3 separate regions of the Mus musculus genome follow, and regions 1 and 2 are each linked to region 3. The links are chromatin contacts, called in public promoter capture Hi-C maps. All regions are on one chromosome and are shown on one strand. The core of a region is the stretch at or near the end of the contact, and the rest is flanking DNA. Distances in the headings are between cores, read along the strand shown. Region 1 holds the start of Spindoc (spindlin interactor and repressor of chromatin binding). Region 2 holds the start of Fkbp2 (FK506 binding protein 2). Region 3 holds the start of Rbm4 (RNA binding motif protein 4).

The links. Promoter capture Hi-C pulls out the DNA fragments that hold promoters and counts their contacts.
Region 1: a promoter capture Hi-C map of pre-B cells shows a contact between it and region 3, with 4 times the contacts expected there. A contact is called at or near these places in 2 of 39 promoter capture datasets (liver and pre-B cells).
Region 2: a promoter capture Hi-C map of liver shows a contact between it and region 3, with 3 times the contacts expected there. A contact is called at or near these places in 3 of 39 promoter capture datasets (liver and pre-B cells) and 1 of 9 other capture datasets (liver).

The regions. Positions count from the first base shown.
Region 1 is chr19:7,381,612-7,384,311 of GRCm38.p6, forward strand. It overlaps Spindoc (spindlin interactor and repressor of chromatin binding), which reads right to left and starts at 1,415. Exons shown (of 6, transcript NM_001033139.3): 1 at 1,061-1,415. The coding sequence starts at 1,190. It overlaps 1700105P06Rik (RIKEN cDNA 1700105P06 gene), which reads left to right and starts at 1,392. Exons shown (of 1, transcript NR_045703.1): 1 at 1,392-1,950.
Region 2 is chr19:6,979,103-6,981,802 of GRCm38.p6, forward strand. Fkbp2 (FK506 binding protein 2) reads right to left here and starts at 1,362. Exons shown (of 6, transcript NM_001166368.2): 1 at 1,292-1,362; 2 at 1-39. The coding sequence starts at 35. It overlaps LOC114841036 (Uncharacterized protein LOC114841036), which reads right to left and starts at 1,338. Exons shown (of 6, transcript NM_001370419.1): 1 at 212-1,338; 2 at 1-39. The coding sequence starts at 1,148. The coding sequence ends at 348.
Region 3 is chr19:4,792,568-4,795,267 of GRCm38.p6, forward strand. Rbm4 (RNA binding motif protein 4) reads right to left here and starts at 1,442. Exons shown (of 4, transcript NM_001290122.1): 1 at 1,249-1,442; 2 at 1-253. The coding sequence starts at 242. It overlaps Gm21992 (predicted gene 21992), which reads right to left. Exons shown (of 3, transcript NR_157185.1): 2 at 1,249-1,442.

The sequences.
Region 1 (2,700 bases), core at 165-2,664, 2.6 Mb after region 3:
TGCCCACTAAAGCTGAAGAATGAACCTCTGTAGATGTCTACTTCCCTCTCACAGTGATGAAGCCATCTTGGTTAAGCACTCTATAAACCAGCACAAGTAAAAAATAACCTGTGTGATGCACCAAACAGTGAGAGGAATGTGCCCCACCCCCCAATTTCCTAACCTTCCCTCCCATCTCCAAAAATGAGTTAAAGAAACACAATGACCAATTTGGTTCTCAATCTATTCTGGGTACTGTCATGCTTAAGGGAAACAGGTATTCCACCCTAAGGAAATATTTGCATTTTTCATGACTAATTATCTTCCACAAAGGTAGCTCTTTGTTTTCTCCTTTGGACCAGAGAGGCTGGGGAAGGAGGACGGGAAGGGAGAGCAATGTATTCCCAGATTGTCCCTCAAACACCTCCTTTGGTGACTAATCTCCATGTAGATGACATGGCTTGTTACCCACCCCCAAGCAAGTCCCGCTTTTCTCAAACGGGGTGCTACTAGCAATTCCATTCAAATGCCGGGTTTTAGACTTGACACCTGTGGCTCCTGAAACAGAAGGCCTAGAGGATTGAGGACGGGTGGAGGCTTCTACTTACTGGGTTATTTCCCCTCTCTGGAGGTCGCCAGCCGCGCCAGCCTTCACCTCCGTTATCACTACGGGGGACTAGCCTGGGGCCTAGAGGCCTGGTCGCCCCTCGGCCTAAGAAACAGACCGGAACCGGGAGACAACAGCCGGGCACAAACCACTGTACTGGGAATCCGGCCTCTACTCTGGGCCCGAGGGGGCGCAGGGAACCGGAAGACCTGAACCGCTCCTTCGGTGTGGATGGAAGTCTCTAGACCCTGAGCGGGGGAGGGGCGGCGGAGGAAGGGGGGCTCCGAGAGGCCTGGGATTCCAAACCCGGTGGGGGAGGAGCGAGGGCGCCGTAGCCGCGGACCGGACAGGGAAGGGCCCTCTGGGGCTGCAGATGCCGGCCCAGGGAAGCGCCTGGGGACCGGGAACCGGGGACCGGGACCTGGAGATCTAGTCCCGGACCACCAAGCGGAAGTGAGGTGTCCCCCCCCTCACCTCGGAGCATCGGCTCGGGCCGCGGGATCACGGCCACCACCACGGCCTCGTCGTCATCATCCCCTTCCTCACACTTGAGCGTCACCTCGAAGCAATCCAGAGCCGCGGCGCCCTTGGCTTTCAGGGCCATGGCGAGGCGAAGAAGGGCGACCGGATAGCCGAGGACGTTCGCACAGACCTCGGCGCACCGCCTGTGGCGGCCGCCTCCTGCCCCGGACCACCCCGGGCCCGCGGCTCGCCTAGCTCACCCGCCGCTCGCCCGGCCGCCCCGCCAGCCACGGGCTTCAACGCGTCACGACCCCGGGCGGGGAGGGTTCGATCCGGGGCCCCCAACCCCGCCGCTCCCTTTTATGGAGGCTCATTGTCAGCGTCCGTCCGGCAGTCCCGCCTCCAGACCAGGCTGGCCAATCACGTGAGGACACGCCCCCTAGCCCCGCCCCAGCCACAGGTCTGGGCCAGAACCCTGTGCAGCGCGTTTGTCTCTGGCCGGTTTGCTCGGCGGCGAAGCCTGGAGTTTTCCTGGGAGCGGCGCCGGCAGCCTTGGAGACCCGGTAGGGCATCCCCACCAATGGCTGGAGGAAAGGGCTGCTCGGCATCTTACTTCTTGGCTTTCCCCTGACTAGCTGCCTGCCTGGGAGGCAACACAGACGAGAAAAGACCGGTGGGGATGTGTGAAGGATACATAGGCTCAGAAGTGTGGAGACATCTCTTCTAATTTCTTTGGGCCTCGTTCCTTTCTACTAGCACATACGCTTTAGGGAAAGAAAAATCACTTTGGATCCTCCTAAACAAAGATTCTAGAAGATGAAGAGGACAAGAGTGGCGTGTGGGCGTGTGTAAACCGCTTCCGATGGATATAATTTACGTTAAAAACAAAACAAAACAAAAAACGTGAGTCCAGAGAGTGTGGCCTTTTCCCAGGACACAGCAAATCCCCTGAGAGCCTCCAAGACCGGGATCCGGTTGCTATGGCGCTGCTGCCTGGCATTCGTGCCTGAGTGAAGACTGTCACAATGGGCACTTACACTTCTGCATAACATCCCCTCCCCACACACATACACACACCAGACACGCTAGATTTCAGCTGAGAAACGGCAAAAATGTCTGGCACTCAAAATTCTGATTTTAAGTGCTACCAACAGTAATTATCAGCCCAGAAACAGTAATTGTGGATGATGTAGGAGGCTAGGGGACAGAAGAGAAACAGTTCACTTACCGTATATTGTGTGTGTGTGTGTGTGTGTGTGTGTGTGTGTGTGTGTGTGTGTTTGTGTGTGCGCGCGCGCCCTGGGCATACCCACCCCCCCCCCATCCACTGCATAACCAGCTTTTATTTTGTTGAGATAAGGACTCACTTTCATGTCAGTCTGACCTGGAATCTGTGTAACCCTGCTTGCCCCAAACCTTTTCCTCCTCCCTCCATTCCCCTGGCACAAGGATTAAAGGTCTGAGCTGACACCACATACAGCAGCCACAATAGAAAGAACTGAGGAAATTTCTATTACTTTGAAATGTACCCAGTACTAAAAAGATACTCCAAATCAAGCAATTTCCTAGGCCTGGATAGTTCTTACCTAAAGGCTGTTCTTTGCTTTTTGCCCAATGCCTCTGGGTAGGTAGTCTGTTCTGTTTTTGCAGTG
Region 2 (2,700 bases), core at 112-2,611, 2.2 Mb after region 3:
ATGGACAGTATTGTCAGGATCCAGCTCAGCCTCATGTCTCTGTAGGCAAAGGCCACCCCACCCCCAACCAAAAAACTGGGGGGTGGAGTCATGGGACGTCTTCAGTCTGTATCAGGAGGACGCCAACTCCCCATTATATCTTGCCTGTTTCTGGGGAATCCCACAGTCCTGGGTCACCACCCCCTCCCCTGGGCTCTGTAGCCACACTTACCAGTCCAGTGAGAAGGGGGCTTGACCGAGGACCCCAGCAGCGAGGGGAGGGGGTCAGGGGAGGCCACAGCAGCCAGTGCCCCCTCCCTTTGCTCACTACCTGACCTTCTCTCCCTCCCAGTCCCCATCTCCGTTCTTCAGTTCCCGCTAGCCCCTTTACGCAAAGTCCAAACCCTATCTGATTGCACCGGATTTGTCCCGACTGGACGACCCCACTCCCGCCACACCCAGCTGCCCCCTGTCCAGCACACCCACACATCTGCGGCTGCTGCAGGTGTTCGGCCCCGAGGCACCCACACATCTCCACTAGGTGGCTCTGAGGAGCCCCGGTCCTCCGGGGGCACCCCCCAGTCCGGCCCCGTGCCTCCTCCACCAGGGGCACCTCCCCAACTCTGAGCTCTTGGGGGCCTCCGGGGAACCCAAACTGGCTCAGAGTCAGCAGGGCGCCGAGCTCGCTCCACCCACACCACCTCTCCAGGGGGAGTTCTCGGTCTACCGCGACCCCAGGCGCGGCCACCACGGAGACCGCCCCCGCGTGGACGCCCCCGGCCATAGCTCAAGCTTAGCTCTGCGCAAGGCTCCTTGGCCCCACCCTTTACGGCGTGAAGCTCCGCCCCCTGACCTGCAGCTCCACCCTCCGCAATGTTAGACCTAGTCTCCAGCAGAGGGGCCACGCCACTCACTGACTGAAGTCCCACCTCCAACGACTGGGATCTCACGCCCTCTGTCTCCGAGCCAAAGGCTCCACTTTCCACCTGCTCCAGCTCCTCCTCTAAACCCCAAGCCCCGCCCCCCACGCCTCCTACTCCAGCTATGGGCCACTGGGTTCCGCCCTCAACTCGCACTGGCTCCGTTGTCCCTCCCACCGCTGTTCCGCGCCCCGCCCCGAGCCCCAGGGCTCCGCCCCGTACGGCGTGAGAGCCCGCCCCCTGCGGCATTGCCAGAGGCCGGACCCCAGCCCCAATTCCTTCGTTTGCTGCCCCTGGCTGGCACGCGGACTCCGGCCCGCTTCAGGCCGGCCTGCCCCAGGTTGCCCTCCTGCACCCGGATCCCCCAGCCTGGGCTGTGGCCCCCCGCTCACCTCCTCGCCGCGCCCCCGGAGCCAATCCCGCTCGTGCTGTCACTTCTGCGCAGGCGCGTCTTCGTCGCTACAGGGCGGGACACGCTGCCCGCCCTCATTGGACCGTCCAAAACCCGCTGCTGCATCTATGGGCGGGGCTTCTCATTTGGCCCTGCCTCCTGAGTGACTGCGTGACAACGTCACTTCCGGGGTTCAGATTCCGGGTCTAGTTTGGCAAAAGTTGTGTCCGAGAGACAGAAGGCAGTTCCAGCCAAGGTGACATGGTCAAGCAAGTATGACTGCACGCGCCTGGAGGGGTTCTAGCAGGCACCGTGCTGACTTCCTGACCGGCACGCCTTTGGGTAGTTGTTGTGGGAAGAGGCTAGGGGTTCGGAGCGACAACCCGGATTTGAATCTTAGTTCTTTCATTTCTTGGCTGGCTGCGTGACCTTGACTAAGTTCGTTCTTTTGGTGGTGCGCTCTATGACACCCATACCACATGGCCCTGAGCTATGCGGACCCCTTTCATCTTGTGGTCTACAGTGTCAAGTCTCATCTGTGGGTGAACAAACGTCTCCTGGGCCAGGTCTATCATTCACTGCCCAGGAGACACATTCTCTAACCTAAAGATCCTGAAATTTAGAGGAAGCCAAACCTGAGTTAGGCTATGGAGTCTAGTGATTTCATACCCGTCTTAGGCCGTTTGCCCTGCTAAGACCATTTATTCAGATACCAATGGAAGATAATCATGATGTTGACCCCAAGAGAAGCATACTGCATATCTGATGAAGCTTAGTGGGTTCTGAATGTTTAGCTCTCAAATCCTAACCTTCACTGAGCCAGAGCATGATCACCAATATCACTGCTGAGAAAGTTATTTAAACATGATAAAAAATGGTGTGCTGTCCCATGACTGTAATGTCAACACTCTAGAGGTAGATATAGAGGGATCAGAAATTCAAGGACATTCCAGCTACATGAAGAATTCTGAGTCAGCCTAGGATACAGGAGACATTTTCTTAAAAGAGAAAGTTCAAAAGCAGCATCAGGGCTGAAGATGCAGTAAATCAGTAATATTTGCCAAACATGTATGAAGCCAGGAAGTTTAAGGTCATGCAGGCTATGTGAGACTCTCATGGATGGGTAAGTAATTATGTGATGATCATCATCTTGAGGAATTCTTTAGTTTACCCTACTCCTGCTTTGATACCACCAAGATCATGACCTCAGTGTCAGTCCCTTCATTAGGGCGGCTACTTTCAGTTACTTCTGTCCCTGAATGTTCTGTAGCAGGCCAAAGCCTTGGTGCTTCGCTAGCCTTCCCACACTACCCAGGACAGTGGAGAAGGGTAGACACTGAGCCTGGACCAAGTAGGTTAGGAATCTCAAACAGCAGCTGATGAATCCTGGGATGCCAGGGATTGTAGGTG
Region 3 (2,700 bases), core at 192-2,691:
TGTAACTTGGTTGAAGCTTTGCTCTTATTCTTGCTGGCTTCCACATTGATGTTCACTCCGTGCAGCTTGTAGTGGTGCAGGTTGCGTATGGCATCCTCAGCGGCCGTCTTGTCCTCTATGTGCACAAAGCCATAATTCTTAATGATGTCACATTCCAGCACCTTCCCGTACTGCTCGAAGAGTGAGCGGATCTCCTGCTCTGTGGCCTCCCGGGGCAGATTTCCAATGAACAGCTTCACCATCTCCACACAGCCTGCAAGTAGAGAAACAAGATTTTTAGGAGAAGACCTCAAGTCCATAGCAACTGTTAAAAAAAGGGAAAAAAAAAATCAAATAAATAAATGGCTCCCATCATCTCCTTTCACTTTAGCACATAGTCCCAAAAGTTTTCTCCTACAGGCATGCTCTTACATCTCCAATCAGTAACAAATGTGGAGTTCAACAAGAGCCTGCTTCTATTTCTCACAAGAAGTTCTATAAAGAGGAAAAATGTAACAAGGCAGACTTTTGTAGACAAAGGGGATTTTGCGGTGTGGCTCCAACCTACAGCACGGTACATTATAGGCAAGTATTCCGCCACTGAGTTACACTTCCCCTGCCCCAGACAAAGGAATAACGCTCTAAGTTTTCAGCATAAATAAAAAAAATGCTACAGGTACTGAGAGCTACTCACTTTGACATTTGAAAACAAGATTCTAACTACTAGACTTGCTAATTATAATTACTTCAAATTAGCTCTTCCTCTCTTAGCAACCATTTCCGGAAAAGTGGGAATTTCACTCGGAGTAGTGAGTTCCGGGATCAACCAGATAAAAAGCAGGGAAATATAGAAAATGCCCGAGTAGGAGGAGTCCTCTGGGGTGGGGGTGGGGGTGGGGCATGTCATTACAGGCTCCTACAGAAGAACTGGTCAAAGACTGGTGCTACAGTTTGGTGAGGAAGCCAACAATGCCCAGGGCATGACAGATTCTCCAGCCTAAATCTAAGATTTATCTAGGTGGAAACCCCAAAGAAGATTGAGCAAAGCAGAGGGTAAGGTGGACAAAAGAAAGCTATTCCGGGAGTAGAGAACGAGGACTTGGAGGAAGGTTGTTTCAGGCTTACCGCACTAAGTCGAGGACCGATGTCGGCTCTCAGGGACGGGTGCGCAGACCGCAACCCCACTATGCCAACCCTGACACCCACCGGAGTCAGGTAAGTTTTTTTAACAGAGAAAAGAACACAGTGGAAGAACGTGGAGTATCTCACCGCATGGATACCTGCAGGTCCTCCTCCTTGCAGCGCGGACGGTTCTGACAAAACGCTAAAATGGCGGCGGCCACAGCAGTGACTCTGGGTAGAAAGAGGGGTGAACCTACCCACCGGATTGGCCGTTCGGTAAAGTAAAAGGCTGGCGTTCCCGGAGATCCTCTTCCTGATTGGTTACCCGGAACGCCAATTACCTGAGAGGCCAGGAAGAGGTGGAAACGTCAGTAACCTGGACCTTTTATATGAAAGCCAATGAGCACCCAGCCTAGTGAAACTGAAGCCACTGATTGGGCAAGAGGTCCATCTGAAGGTGGAGCTAGAAACGCGGAATTCTTCAAAGCGCGGCCAGCCATTAGGCAGAATGAACAAGGTGCCGTGCGTCAGTGGGGCAACCTGTAGCTTCGTGGCTCCCAACTTTGTTAAGCTTTCACATTTTGTCACTTACACGTGCACATCCTGACAAAATTCAAGTTCTGTCACCACAATTCCGCACCGGTCCCTAGCTGAGCGTCACCACGCCCCGCAACGTGGATATTGCATCAGTCAACCTACCCAGACCTCCCGGCGATAGCCAAGCTCCCGCCCCTACTTAAAAAGCAACCCCCACTTTCCAATGTAGTCCTTCTGAGTCTCAAGTTACCAAAATTATAAGTATCTTTATGTAATTTTAAAACTCTAAAACAGTCAGTGGATCCAGCTTCGATAACAGTTCAATGGCCCAGACAATAGGGTGGTCAGAGACGTAGGAGACACAGGGGTTAAGGTTCCCTTTAGGAAACAGCCTCCCACCTCCCCAAAAGGTGTGAAAAACAGAGATTGAAAATCGACACCCCATCCCACCCCAACTTCACCCCGCCAAGAGAAGAAACAAAAAACAAAACAAAAAACGGGAACAGCAATTTTTGATTTTGTTTGGTTTTATTGGGCTCCATTAGCCAAAACTAAGTTTAAATTCCCTAAAACTGACCTTGGAAAAAAGGCTTGTGACAATCAGCTGTAAACAAGTACAAACGAACATTCTTCACAGGGTCCAAATTCCCTCATCACATTTTTCTCACCCACTGGCTGCTTCACATAATCCCATACTCATTGAGCAAGCAACTTTAGTCATGACCCTCTGCAACGCAGCTTCTTAAGATGGAGATAACCGGGAAAGGTGCTGAATGGAGAACTTAAAGGTGAACAGGCAGAAAGCAGGGGGAACTTCATGAGAACAGGATGATTGGGAGTAAAATAACAAATAGAGCATACTACCTCCCAAAACTGCCACAAAAGAAAGAAAAAGTCAAACAAAAGGCAGAGACAGAAAATAAGCTACTGGATTCTATAGCAGAAAATTAGTCTATAATTTAAGGCTAGGAAATAGGCCCCTTAAAAAGTAACAATATGACATTAAATATGGCCATGGCTTCATTCTGCAGCACCTGAGACTGAGTAAAAGCCACCTGAGAT